2 separate regions of the Sus scrofa genome follow, and region 1 is linked to region 2. Evidence: chromatin contacts called from public Hi-C data. All regions are on one chromosome and are shown on one strand. Each heading gives the region's core, a stretch centred on a gene start, on an enhancer-like site or on the middle of the called end of the contact. The rest is flanking DNA. Distances are from core to core; before and after follow the strand shown.

Region 1 (5,593 bases), core at 1,307-3,806, 260 kb after region 2:
CACCCCGGAAACCAGCGGCTGAGTTCCCTGAGGATGGGGGTGGCAGGTCCAAGGTCAAGGCCAAGGCGGTGGCCTCAGCGTGGGAAGGCTGCAGGTGCAGGGCAACGGAGACGGAGCCGGAGCTGATGTTGCTGTTGCTGTTGCTGTTGACGGCCACCACGCGCTTCAGTGCCAAGTGCAAGAACACATAGTAGATTCCAGCCTTGACCACCACCAGCTCATGTGTGTCCCTGTCATATCTCACACCTGGCGTCAGAGTCACACCTTTCATCCCTGGCTCGCTGCACCAGTGCAGGGGCCCTTCGGTCAGCTTTTCTGTGAGCAGAGAGCAGGATACACTCAGCATGTGAGCAAGGCTGAGGGGGTGGGGGTGCAGCCCTGGGGAGAGGGTAGGGGGTGCTCTGAGGGAGAGAGGACAGGAGGCAAAAGTGGGGAGGGTGTCTGAGAGAGAGAAGGAGACTCAGAGAGGGAAGAGCATCCCAAAGGGAGCTGGGGCTGAGGGGGAAGGAAAAGGGGCAGGGGGGGATAGAAGGGAGGAAAGGGTTTCAGAGGAGGGGAAAGACTCTCCAGAAGTGGGAGAGTGATGAAGAGAAGGGGGGGGACCCCAGAAAGAAGAGGGAATGTACGATGGGGGAGGGGGCGCTCCTAGGGAAGAAAGGGGTACGGAGGGGGAGTTGAGGGGAATGGGGGGGCAGAGACCGAGTAGAATGGAGAAGAGGACTCAGAGAGGAAGAAAGGAGGAAAGGGGATCTGGAGCCCAGAGGGCAGGGAATGGAGGGGGCGGTTGTCAGGAAGAAGGAAAAATCCAAGGGTAAAGATTGGGGAAACAAGGGGTCTGACCTGGAGAGAAGTAGAAAACGGAGGAAAGATAAAGGGAAAGGCGGAAGCGGTGGGAAGGGTAAGGAGGGAACTCCAAGGCGAGGAGGAGTGGGGAGGTGGCCACAGGTCCAGAAGCGGGAAGGAAAGGTGTGGGGAGAAGAGTCCCGAAGGGGGGCGGTCTCCGAGAGAGGATGGGAAGAGATTCTGGAAGGGGGAGGGGCAGAGGGAGGGGCAGAGAGGAGGGTCTCCGGAAGTGGGCGGGGACATCTTTGGGAAGGAGGGTGGCCTGAAGGAAGAAGGGAATACAGGGCTTCGGAGGACGGTCCAGAGCTCCCAGAACCAAATGGGAGAGACTCGATCTGGCTGGGATTTGTGGGATCCAGCCCCAGCTCTGATGGCCGGGGCGGGGGGGAGGGGTGGCGTCGGAGGTAGGCACAGATGGGGCTTAGAGGAAGAGTCCCAGAGTGACAGAGAAGGTTCTAAAAGGAGAGGGGATGTTTTTCAGAGAAAGGGGAGAAAGAGGGTCAGATTGGGTCAGAGAAGAGGCCTCCCTCTCCCGGGGCTCTTCGCCTTGGTGCACCCCCCACCCTCCCCTTCCAACCCCACCCCCCCCATGTCGTGGGGAGTCACTCACCACCCTCCGCCACCACCAGCTGCGCGAAAACATCCTGCTGGAACATGCCCTGCCGACAGAGGAAAAGCAGAGAGTGGATGGAGGGCCCTCCTTCCCGCACCCGCAGCCCTCTGGAAAGGCGGCGGGGTCCCCAGGATCTGCGCAGGCCTTGAATCTACGTTCCCATCCCGCTCCAAATGAGCGCGCGCGCGGGGGCGAGCGCGCACACACACACAGGTACGCACACCCTACCCCAGTACCGCCGTCTGCAAGGGCGGCACCCCGAGAACTCAGGAGGGAAAAGAGAGTCCTCCAGGGAGACTTGGCACAGGAGAGTCGGCAGGGAAAATCGGATACCCCAGAGGTCCGAGAGAAAATTGAGGTTCTCCGGGAATGAGGAAAGAAAGGGGGAGCCCCATCAACTGTTCAAGATAAAAGGCCCCTTGGGCTCCGCGATGGAGAAAGATCCCCTCTGGGGCCCGGGATGCAGATAGGGTCTCACGGCGTGTAGGTAGAGAAGGGGTGCCCCCACGAAGTCCTGGATAAAGAAAGGGTGCCCTCGGAGGTCCAAAGAGGACGGGTGGGGGCGTTGTGTCCCTCCACCCTCGGCTTGAGGTGCAGAAAGAGCCTCGCCGAGGGCCTCTAGATGGAGAAGGGGTCCCGGGGTGGGACTGGGGTCTCGCCTGGGTTCCTGATCGGGCCGCATCTCACCTGTGGATAGTCTGGGAAGCCGGCCAGGGCGTCGGACGTCAACTCCGGACCCTCTGGCAGTCGCGGGCTGGGCGCGGGACCGGGCGCGGCGGGGGCCCCGGGCGCGGTCCAGGAGCGCACCAGGCAGACGGCGCTGGCGGCTGCGAACACTAGCAGCGCGGCGCTCAAGGCCCAGGGCAAGGGGCTGCAAGCTCGGCCTCGGGGCGCGGGAGGCCTCTGGGCCTCGGGGTCCTGGTCGACGTCGGAGCTGGAGCTCATGGCCGGCGACGGACAGCTGCGGTCCGGGTCCCAGCGCAACTCACTTTATACCCAATCCGGAAGCGCTGCTTTCCGGGGAGTGGCCGCCGGGGATCCCAGCGATGTGCTGGGTACGTTGGTTCCCGCCCGCCCCGCCCCGCCCCTTCCACCTTCGGTCAGAACTTTCCCTAACTTTCTTTTCCCTAGATCTCTCCCTCTCTCCATCTCCTTTCTCTCTCTCTCTCTCTCTCTCTCTCTCTCTCTCTCTCTCTCTCTCTCTCTCTCTCTCTCTCTCGCCCTCCAAGCCCTGCTCCACCAAATCCTATTATCTAATTCTCTTTCGTCTCCCCAGTTAGCTCCCTGGGCCTCTCTGCTTCTCTGTCTCTCTGCCTCTCTCCCGAGTTTCTTCTCACTCCCTAGGCCCCCAGCACTGGGGCTCCCCCAGGGCTCCCCTAAACCCAGCACTTCTTCAGGGGGCTCAGAGGACAGCCAGGCCTTATCCCCCTTCACCTCCGGAGCAAAAGACCCCTCCCCCCAGTGGAACCCTAAGTGCCATGCTCGACCCTCGCCCCCCTTTCCTAGGGACCCCTGGGTCGTCCCTGGCCTGCCCCCACCCACCTAGACGCTTCCCGTCAGCGGCCCCCTAGACCCCACAAGCAGAAGGTTGGAGAGTCCAGGTGGAGAAATTCCCCTTGTAGGAAAAGGACAATCTCGAGTGAGGCGAAGGAAACTCAAATTTCCCGTTTGCTCTCCCGTGGTGTAGGCGGGGGCGGGAGGAGGAGCAGAGAAGCTGCCAAAACTCGGTCCCCAAAAGAGGAAGCAACCCTGGATTGAGAGATGGCCAGCCCTAGAAAAGCCCTGGGCTCCCACAGAAGCCCTGCTCTGCCCAGTCCAGCCGGGTAGCCACCAGTCAACTTTTCTTCACCCTCTCCAGACCGCACTCTCCCTGTAGACAGAGGAGGGGAGGTGGGGAGGGGATGTGTGGTTGATCTCTGTGGTCTACTGTCCACCAGGGGCCCAGGAAATGGGGAGTAGGGGGGAGTTTGGGTTCCACAGAACAAGGGTCAGTTTCAGGCCCTGTATTCAATCTCATATTAAGCCTCTCTGGGGAACTAGGAGGCCGAACAATCATGACACTATTATTGACACACAGGTGCTAAAAGCTTCCTTTTCCGTTGTACCAGCAGTTTGGTTTATAAGGTGTGATGCCCCAACCAGCATCACCTCTTAGTTCTGAACTTATAGCACCTCAACCGACACCTATTGACAGTCTAGGAGCGGGCCCCCTGCCATCAGTGTCTGAAGGAACCTTCCAGAAGATTCTGCCACTTGCCATCGCACCTGATGTCCCTCTGCCTGGAATGATCTATGGCCGTCTGGATTCTAGCTGTCCTTCTGAGTAAAGAGGATGAATTCAACTCTAGCTTTCTTCTTGTACCATCTCTCAAACCCCCACTGCAGTTGATACTTAAGAGACTTTTGGTGTTAAAAACCTAAACCCAAATGGCAAGCCATCAGGGTGGAATGCTAAATATAATTTCTCTGCCGAAATGCCACCATCACCACGACTCCAAGCCTCGGTCGTTGGTGACCCCCTGCCAACCCCAGAAGAGAGTGTTGTGGGTGGCAGCTAAAATAGGAGAGTTGATTGAAAGGAAATTCCTGAAAGAGATACCAGCTCTTCTCCCCATCAGGGTGGAAACACAATAGGTTTTTTTTTTTTCCTCCAGATAACGGAAATGGCAGAGTTTCTGGGGGGAGGAGTGCAGTTGCGGGTGGACAAATCACGCTAAAAGCATGGGTAAAGCAAACGTGAGCGCGAATGCTGGAGTTTCCCACCTAGATCCTCACCCCCAACTCAGCAGCCAGGACCTGAAAAACAGAGATGGTGGGATCCCTTCCCCAAGGCATCTGGTCAAACAGAAAGATAGATAAAAAGATACTGAGGCCAAAGCGCTCTCTCCAGATCCCACTGCTCTGCCAAGAAGCTCACATGCCACGGGCTAATCTGTTTATTATTAAGCCCTACCCCCAGCCCCCAAACAGCAGGCCACAGCCAAGGACTGCTTGAGCTGACAAAAAGAGGAATTCAGACTCACTATCTCGGACAATCCAATTGAAAGTGTCTCTCTCTCTCTCTCTAGGGCCCAGTTACATCACCTCATGAAATTTCCTCACCAGCAGTTTCCACCACGTGAAGTAGTCTTGTTTGTTTACTTGCTCATGGTTGTTTCTCCCACGAAACTTATTTCCCAAAGAGAAGCACCTTCACTTGCATTGTGTTTTCGTGCTCTCTCCAATACCTAGAAAAGTGCAGGCCTCAAAATACTGAATGAATGAATGAATGGGAGTTCCTGTGGTGGCACAGCAGAAGCACATCTGACTAGGAACCATGAGGTTGCCAGTTCGTCGATCCCTGGCCTTGCTCAGTGGGTTAAGGATCTGGCATTGCTGTGAGTTGTGGTGTAGGCCTACAGCTGTGGCTTGGGTTGGACCCCTAGCCTGGGAATTCCCATGTGCCATGGGTGCAGCCATAAAAAGCAAGGGAAAGAAGAAAAAAAAAAAAAATGTATGAATGAGTGAAACTACCAGCATGGGCTCTAGAGGTCAACAAACCATAGTCAATCAACTCAAATGTTTTGTTTTCTTTTGGAGGTGACTGGGGAATGTTAAAAGAAATTTCCTGATATGTGCAAACTATGTGAAATTCAAATTTCAGTGTTCACAAGTAAAGCTTTATGGGCACACAGCCACACTCTATCATTTCCATATCACCTGTGGCGGGTTTTTGCGATATTATGGCAGAGTGGAGTAGTTAGTTACAGCAGAAACTGACTAGCCCACAAAGCCCAAAATATTTACTCTCTCTGGCCCGTTTCACAGGAAGATTTGCCGCCCCAGCTCTAGAGTCTTGGATTTCAGCTCTCCAATTTCTTGCTGTGTGATCTTGGGCAAGCTGCTTCACCTCTCTGAGCCTCGCTTTTCACATCTGATAAAGTAGAATAAGTGCAGATCAAAATGTGGTTTGGTTGAAAGTTTGCCATAGGCAGTACCAGGCGCATGGAAATGCTCATTCAAGGTAAACTGGATCACGGAATCTTTTCTACAATTCCAATACGTGGACATACAAAAACTGACTCCTCGGAGTGTCCATCATGGTGCAGCAGAAACGAATCCGACTAGGAACCATGAGGTTGCGGGTTTGATCCCTGG
Region 2 (5,513 bases), core at 522-3,021:
AATCCTTAACCCACTGAGTGAGGCCAGGGACCTCGTGGTTCCTAGCCGGATTCATTTCCACTGCACCATGATGGGAATTCCCAATTAGTGCCACTGAGCATCTTTTCATGTACCTGTTGGCATCTGTATATCTTCTTTGGAGAAATGTCTAAGTCTTCTGCCTTTTTTTCTTTTATTGTCACCTCATGCCTTACAGAGTTCCCAGGGCAGGGATCAGATCTGAGCCGAAGTTGCAACCTATGCCTCAGCCATGGCAAAGCAGGATCCTTAACCCACTGCACAGGCTGGCTAGCGAAACTTCATCCCAGCACTCTGGAGGCTGCTGATCCCATTGCACCACAGTGGGGAATTCCATGCGTTTTTTTGTTTGTTTGTTTGTTTGTTTGTTTCCTTATCCACAGCATATGGAGGTTCCCAGGCTAGGGGTCCAATTGGAGCTGTAGCTGCCGGCCTATACCACAGCCATAGCCACAGCAACGCTGGATCAGAGCCGCATTTGAAACCTACACCACAGCTCATGGCAGTGCCAGATCCTTAACCCAGTGAGTGAGGCCAGGGATTGAACCCGCACCCTCATGGATGCTAGTCAGGTTTGTTAACCGATGAGCCATGATAAGAACTCCCCATGCCCATTTTTTGATTATGTTGTTTTTTTGATAGAGTTGTGTGAACCCTTCGTATGTTTTGGAAATTAAGCCCTTGTCAGTCTCATCATTTGCACATACTTTCTCCCAGTCCATAGGTTATCTTTCATTTTATTTATGGTTTTGCTGTACAAAAGCTTATTAAGTTTGATTAGGTTCCATTTGTTGGCTTTTGCTTTTCTTTCTTTTGCCTTGAGAGATTGATCTAAGAAAATACTGCTACAATTAAGTCAGAGAATGTTTTGCCGAAGTTCTCTTCTAAGAGTTTTATCGTGTCAGATCTTATATGTCACTCTTTCAACCATTTTGAGTTTAGTTTTGTGTATGGCGTGAGGGCATGTTCTAACTTCAGTGATTAACAGCAGACTGTCCAGCTGTCTGCAGCTCTTTCTCCTAAGAGGTATTCCTGCAGATTTACCGAAGAAGCAAATTCTTGGCTTTTGAACTTCAAAAGCCTAATTAAAGATCCTGGATCTTGGAGTTCCCTGGTGGCTCAGTGGGGTAAGGATCCAGCATTGTCACTGCTGTGGCTCAGGTCACTGCCCTGGTGTGCATTTGATCCCTGGCCTGGGAACTTTGGCATGCCATGGGCACGGCAGAAAAAAAGAAAGAGAGAAAGAGAGAAAGAGAGAGAAAGAAAGAAAGAAAGAAAGAAAGAAAGAAAGAAAGAAAGAAAGAAAGAAAGAAAGAAAGGAAGGAAGGAAGGAAGGAAGGAAGGAAGGAAGGAAGGAAGGAAGGAAGGAAGGAAGGAAGGAAGAGAAAAGATTGATTCTGAACTTTGGCTTTTGAGCCCCCCAAAATCGAAGCTCTCAAGGACTCTAGATAACTAAAGTCTGGCCAAAGTGGTGACCAGGGGCTGGGGGGGAGAGGGGAAAGGGAAGTTGTTGCTCAATAGGGGACAATTTCCCTTTTGCAAGATGAAAATTTCTGGAGAGTGATTGCACAACAGTGTAAATATACATCCCGCCGCCAAACTGCACATGTAAAACTGGTTAGGATGGTAAATTTGATGTCATGTGGGTTTTGCCACAATTTTTAAAAAATAATGCTATCAGTCAAAAGAAAGCCTGGCTCTCTATACAGATGAGCATTCAGGATGAGTCAACTTTTCTTGCAGCAAAATAGATCAAGGTTCCCCAGTGTGAACAGGAAGAGCTGGGCGGGAAAGAAGATGGTTAAACTCAGAGATGGGTCCAGACCTACGTTCCTGAATTCTGCAATCCCACCTCTCATCTAAAGGGCTTCAGGGTGATGTGAGAAAAAGAAGGCTCCCGGGAACCCCCACCCCCACCCTGGGCCCCAGGATAAAGCAGGCTGGGCGGGGTTTCTCCATATCCATCGTAAAGCAGCATCCTTTGAGTAGGACTGGCTGCAAAGGACTGTGCACACCCAATCGGCACCCCACCCATTGTGCCCCAGGACTGACAAGGTCCATACAGGTCGGCGGCTCCAGTATGCCTGTGGTTCTCTGGCCACCAGAGCGTGTACTGCCTACATACAAGCAGGTTTCAAGCAACACCTAATGGAAGTTGATGGATAAATACCCCAGTTCCCTCGCCCTCCTCAACTCCAAAGCTTGTTCTACGTTAACTTCCAGGTCCTGAATAAGAAGTCCCCATGGCCCACAGCTGTCACCTGTTCATCAGTGCTCCCTCTATCCCCCTCCCCTTCCCATCTCTCTTCCCCGCCCCCTCCCCTCTGGTTCCTTAGATCACCTCCCAGGTAGATTTTGCACCCCTCAATCCTTGTCTCAGGCTCTCCTTCTGGAGCAGCACCACTGAAGACAGGGACCACGTCATTTAGCATCCAAACCAGGATGCTCTGGAGAATGAGAAGGAAAAATGATTCATAACTAGACCAGGGCAACAGCCAGGACTGCCCCAGGGAAACCAGAATGTATGGTCATTCCACTCGGCATTCACGAAAAAACAGCCAGATGCCTGGTCCGTGCCAAGAGGGACACGGATGATGCAGAAACAGCAAAGTTGAAGCAGAAGCTGTGGCATCTCAGCAGGGGGCAGTGGTGTCTCCAACACTCACGTCAAAGCCCCTGGAATTTGAATGTGACCTTGGAGAGAACTGACTCCAGAGACCCAGATGCAACTGAGATGAAGTTTCTATACCATTTAGCAGAACTGGAGGCGCTCCAAATAGGAATTATGTTCTATTATAGAAAAAGCGAATGAGACTTTCGTTTTTGCAATCTGAAATCTGTTGACGTACAATTATTTTCTGCTCTGTGGGCGTCCCATTTCCTTCTTCAGGTCTTATTTTACTTTTATTTTATTTTTATTTTTTGGCCACTCCGCAGCATACAGAGCTCCCAGACTAGGGATCAGGTCCCAGCCGCAGCTGTGACCTTTGCTGGGCTGGGGATTGAACCTCTATCCTAGTATTGCAGAGACGCCACTGATCCCTTGTGCCACAGTGGGAACTCCAGGTCTTATTTTATTTTGTTTTATTTTATTTTTATTTTTGTTTTTTTCTTTTTGTCTTTTTAGGGCCGCACCCATGGCAAATGGAGGTTCTCAGGCTAGGGGTCCAATTGGAGCTATAGCTGCAAGCCTAGGCCACAGCCACCGCAACACAGGATCCAAGCCACGTCTGTGACCTACATCATAGCTCACGGCAAAGCCAGATCCTTAACCCACTGACCGAGGCCAGAAATCAAATCCGCGTCCTCGTGGATGCTAGTCAGGTTCGTTAACCGCTGAGCCACCTGATGGGAACTCCCAGGTGTTATTTTAAATGGTAGAGGACGGTGATACAGCTGGAAGGCAGGAATTGGCCAGGGAGTTTTGTCTGTGTCCCAATGCCCCTTCCCACCTTTAGCCTTCTAGGGCTTTCTAAATGATACCAGTCTGTCCAATTATCATTTTATTAAAAGCTATTGCCTTGAGTCCCGCCTTCTCAAGGGGACCCAGAAGGAAATCAGTGTGTTATAAATTAATTGCACCAGGGCAACATCCCAGGAGCCCTGCCACCTGCACACTGACTCTCTACCATTCATCCTGGGCTCTCAGCCCACCAGGACCTGTCAAAGCCACTGGCCCTGCTGCCTGTTCATCCTGGGCTCAGAGCCGAGAGTAGTTTCTCATCTCTTTGCCAATGTGCCAAAGCTCAGCAGTACTCAGAATAATCTTCTTCCACATAATTGGAGGGGAACCAGCCAACCTGGAAAGAGACAGGGAAGTGGTCAGGGCAGCCTCTGCATCTTCTCCTGCTGTTCCTTGTTTCTTCCTACCTCAGGACCTTTGCACCTGCCATACCTTCTACTGCAGAAAGTACCTCCCCCAGATATACCCTCAGCTGACCGCTCTCACCTCCTACAGTCCTTTACGTCTGTATCACCTTATTCTTAAGAACTTCACAACTATCTTATTAAAAATTGTAATATCACCCACCCCAACACTCCTTATCCCTCTTTCCTCCTTTCCATAAAACTTCTCACCACCTAATCGATGATTTATGTTACTTCCTTATAGGCTTGTCTGTCTCCTCTCCCTTCACTACAATAGGGCAAGGATTTTTGTCTATCTTATTGATCACTAAGTTCCAACAGCCTAGAATCGTTCCTGGAATGCCATAGATATTTAATAAATATTTACTGAAAGGAGAGAAGGATGGATGGATGGATGGATGGATGGATGGATGGATGGATGGATGGAATGAGGGATGGATGATGGATAGAATGATGGATGGAATTATAGATAGATGGATAGAATGATGATAGATGGATGACTGGATAGACAGGTGAATACTTTACAGCCCAGACCTTCCTAAATACTCCCAAAAGGCTCCCTCAAGTGTCCTCCATCACACACTGAATTTACCCTTCATGGTTCCTAAAACCATTCACCTGAGTCATTATCCAGGTCACTTTTCACGTATCTTTTCCTCTGGTAGAATTTAGGCTCCTAACCAGTGGCCTTATCTTCATTTAACAAATATTTTTTGAGAAACCCATACACCCCAGGCAATATTCTAGATACAAGGAATTCATTAGCACATGACACAAAGACCCTCTGCCTTTGAGAGACAAAAATAAGAACCAGGCAGAAACAAACTTTTTTGAGAAAACTTGAGCTCTCTCCTGAAAGTCCAAATTCAGGCAGACAGAAGAACCCAAAAGGCAAAGGCAGTGGGTCCCAGTTCTGCCTCTTGATATGATTCAGTTGAGCACCCACGATGCAACAGTCACTGCCCTGGGCACTGGTGATATGGCAGTGAACAAGATAGATGAATCCTTCCCTTCATGTTCCCTAAACATGCCAATCACTCTCTCACCCCAGGGCCTTTGCACATGCTGGTTTCTCTGCCTGGAATAATTTCCCACACCCCCACCCCCACCCCCCGCCCCCATGACCTTGTACGCAGCTCACTTATCTCATCCCTCAGTGATCAGCTTGGTCTCTTAGAAGGCATCCTGTCCTGCTCCCAGGGTGGCTCAGGAGTTCCCCTCAGGGCTCCCAGGGTGCCTTATGATTTCCCTTCTCAATCTTGACTGCTTACTATTGCAACTGCATGTGTACGAGTCTATGCTTCTCACTAAACTATGAGTTTCACGAGAGCAGTGATTGTGTTGGGCTCATCTTTGCCTCCCTGGCACCTGGCTCAATGCCCGGCACATAGTAGGTGCTCAATACTTAAATGCAAGGTGCAAAGGAGACAGTTCGGGGGGGTGGGGGGATGCGCTGGGGTTGTGGGATGGGAATCCTATAAAATTTGATTGTGATGATCTTTGTACAACTATAAATGTAATAAATTCATTGAGTAATAAAAAATAAAAAATAATAAATGCAAGGTGCATAAATGAAATCTGCCCCTCATCCCTTCCAACTAGAGACACCCTCCCCAGGACCATTGCCC

What was found. Hi-C and Micro-C count contacts between places; a contact is called where the count stands out from the background.
Region 1: a contact with region 2 is called in a Hi-C map of alveolar macrophages, with 4 times the contacts expected there. The contact joins the promoter of TNFSF9 here to the enhancer-like site in region 2. A contact is called at or near these places in 4 of 5 promoter capture datasets (fetal liver, fetal skeletal muscle and liver), 23 of 47 Hi-C or Micro-C datasets (alveolar macrophages, blood, brain and 12 more) and 1 of 2 datasets of contacts at active chromatin or transcription factors (alveolar macrophages).

What each region holds. Positions count from the first base shown.
Region 1 is chr2:72,580,278-72,585,870 of Sscrofa11.1, forward strand. It overlaps TNFSF9 (tumor necrosis factor ligand superfamily member 9), which reads right to left and starts at 2,557. Exons shown (of 3, transcript XM_003480815.3): 1 at 2,144-2,557; 2 at 1,454-1,502; 3 at 1-315. The coding sequence starts at 2,401.
Region 2 is chr2:72,323,925-72,329,437 of Sscrofa11.1, forward strand. VAV1 (vav guanine nucleotide exchange factor 1) reads right to left here. Exons shown (of 27, transcript NM_001267833.1): 27 at 3,509-3,818. The coding sequence ends at 3,765. Among named protein-coding and RNA genes, the nearest start is that of ADGRE1, 21 kb to the left of the region's middle. Within about 2 kb of position 1,772, at least 1 of the 83 cell types and tissues checked has an H3K27ac peak or open chromatin away from gene starts, as enhancers often do. A contact at or near this core is called in alveolar macrophages, where this site is marked.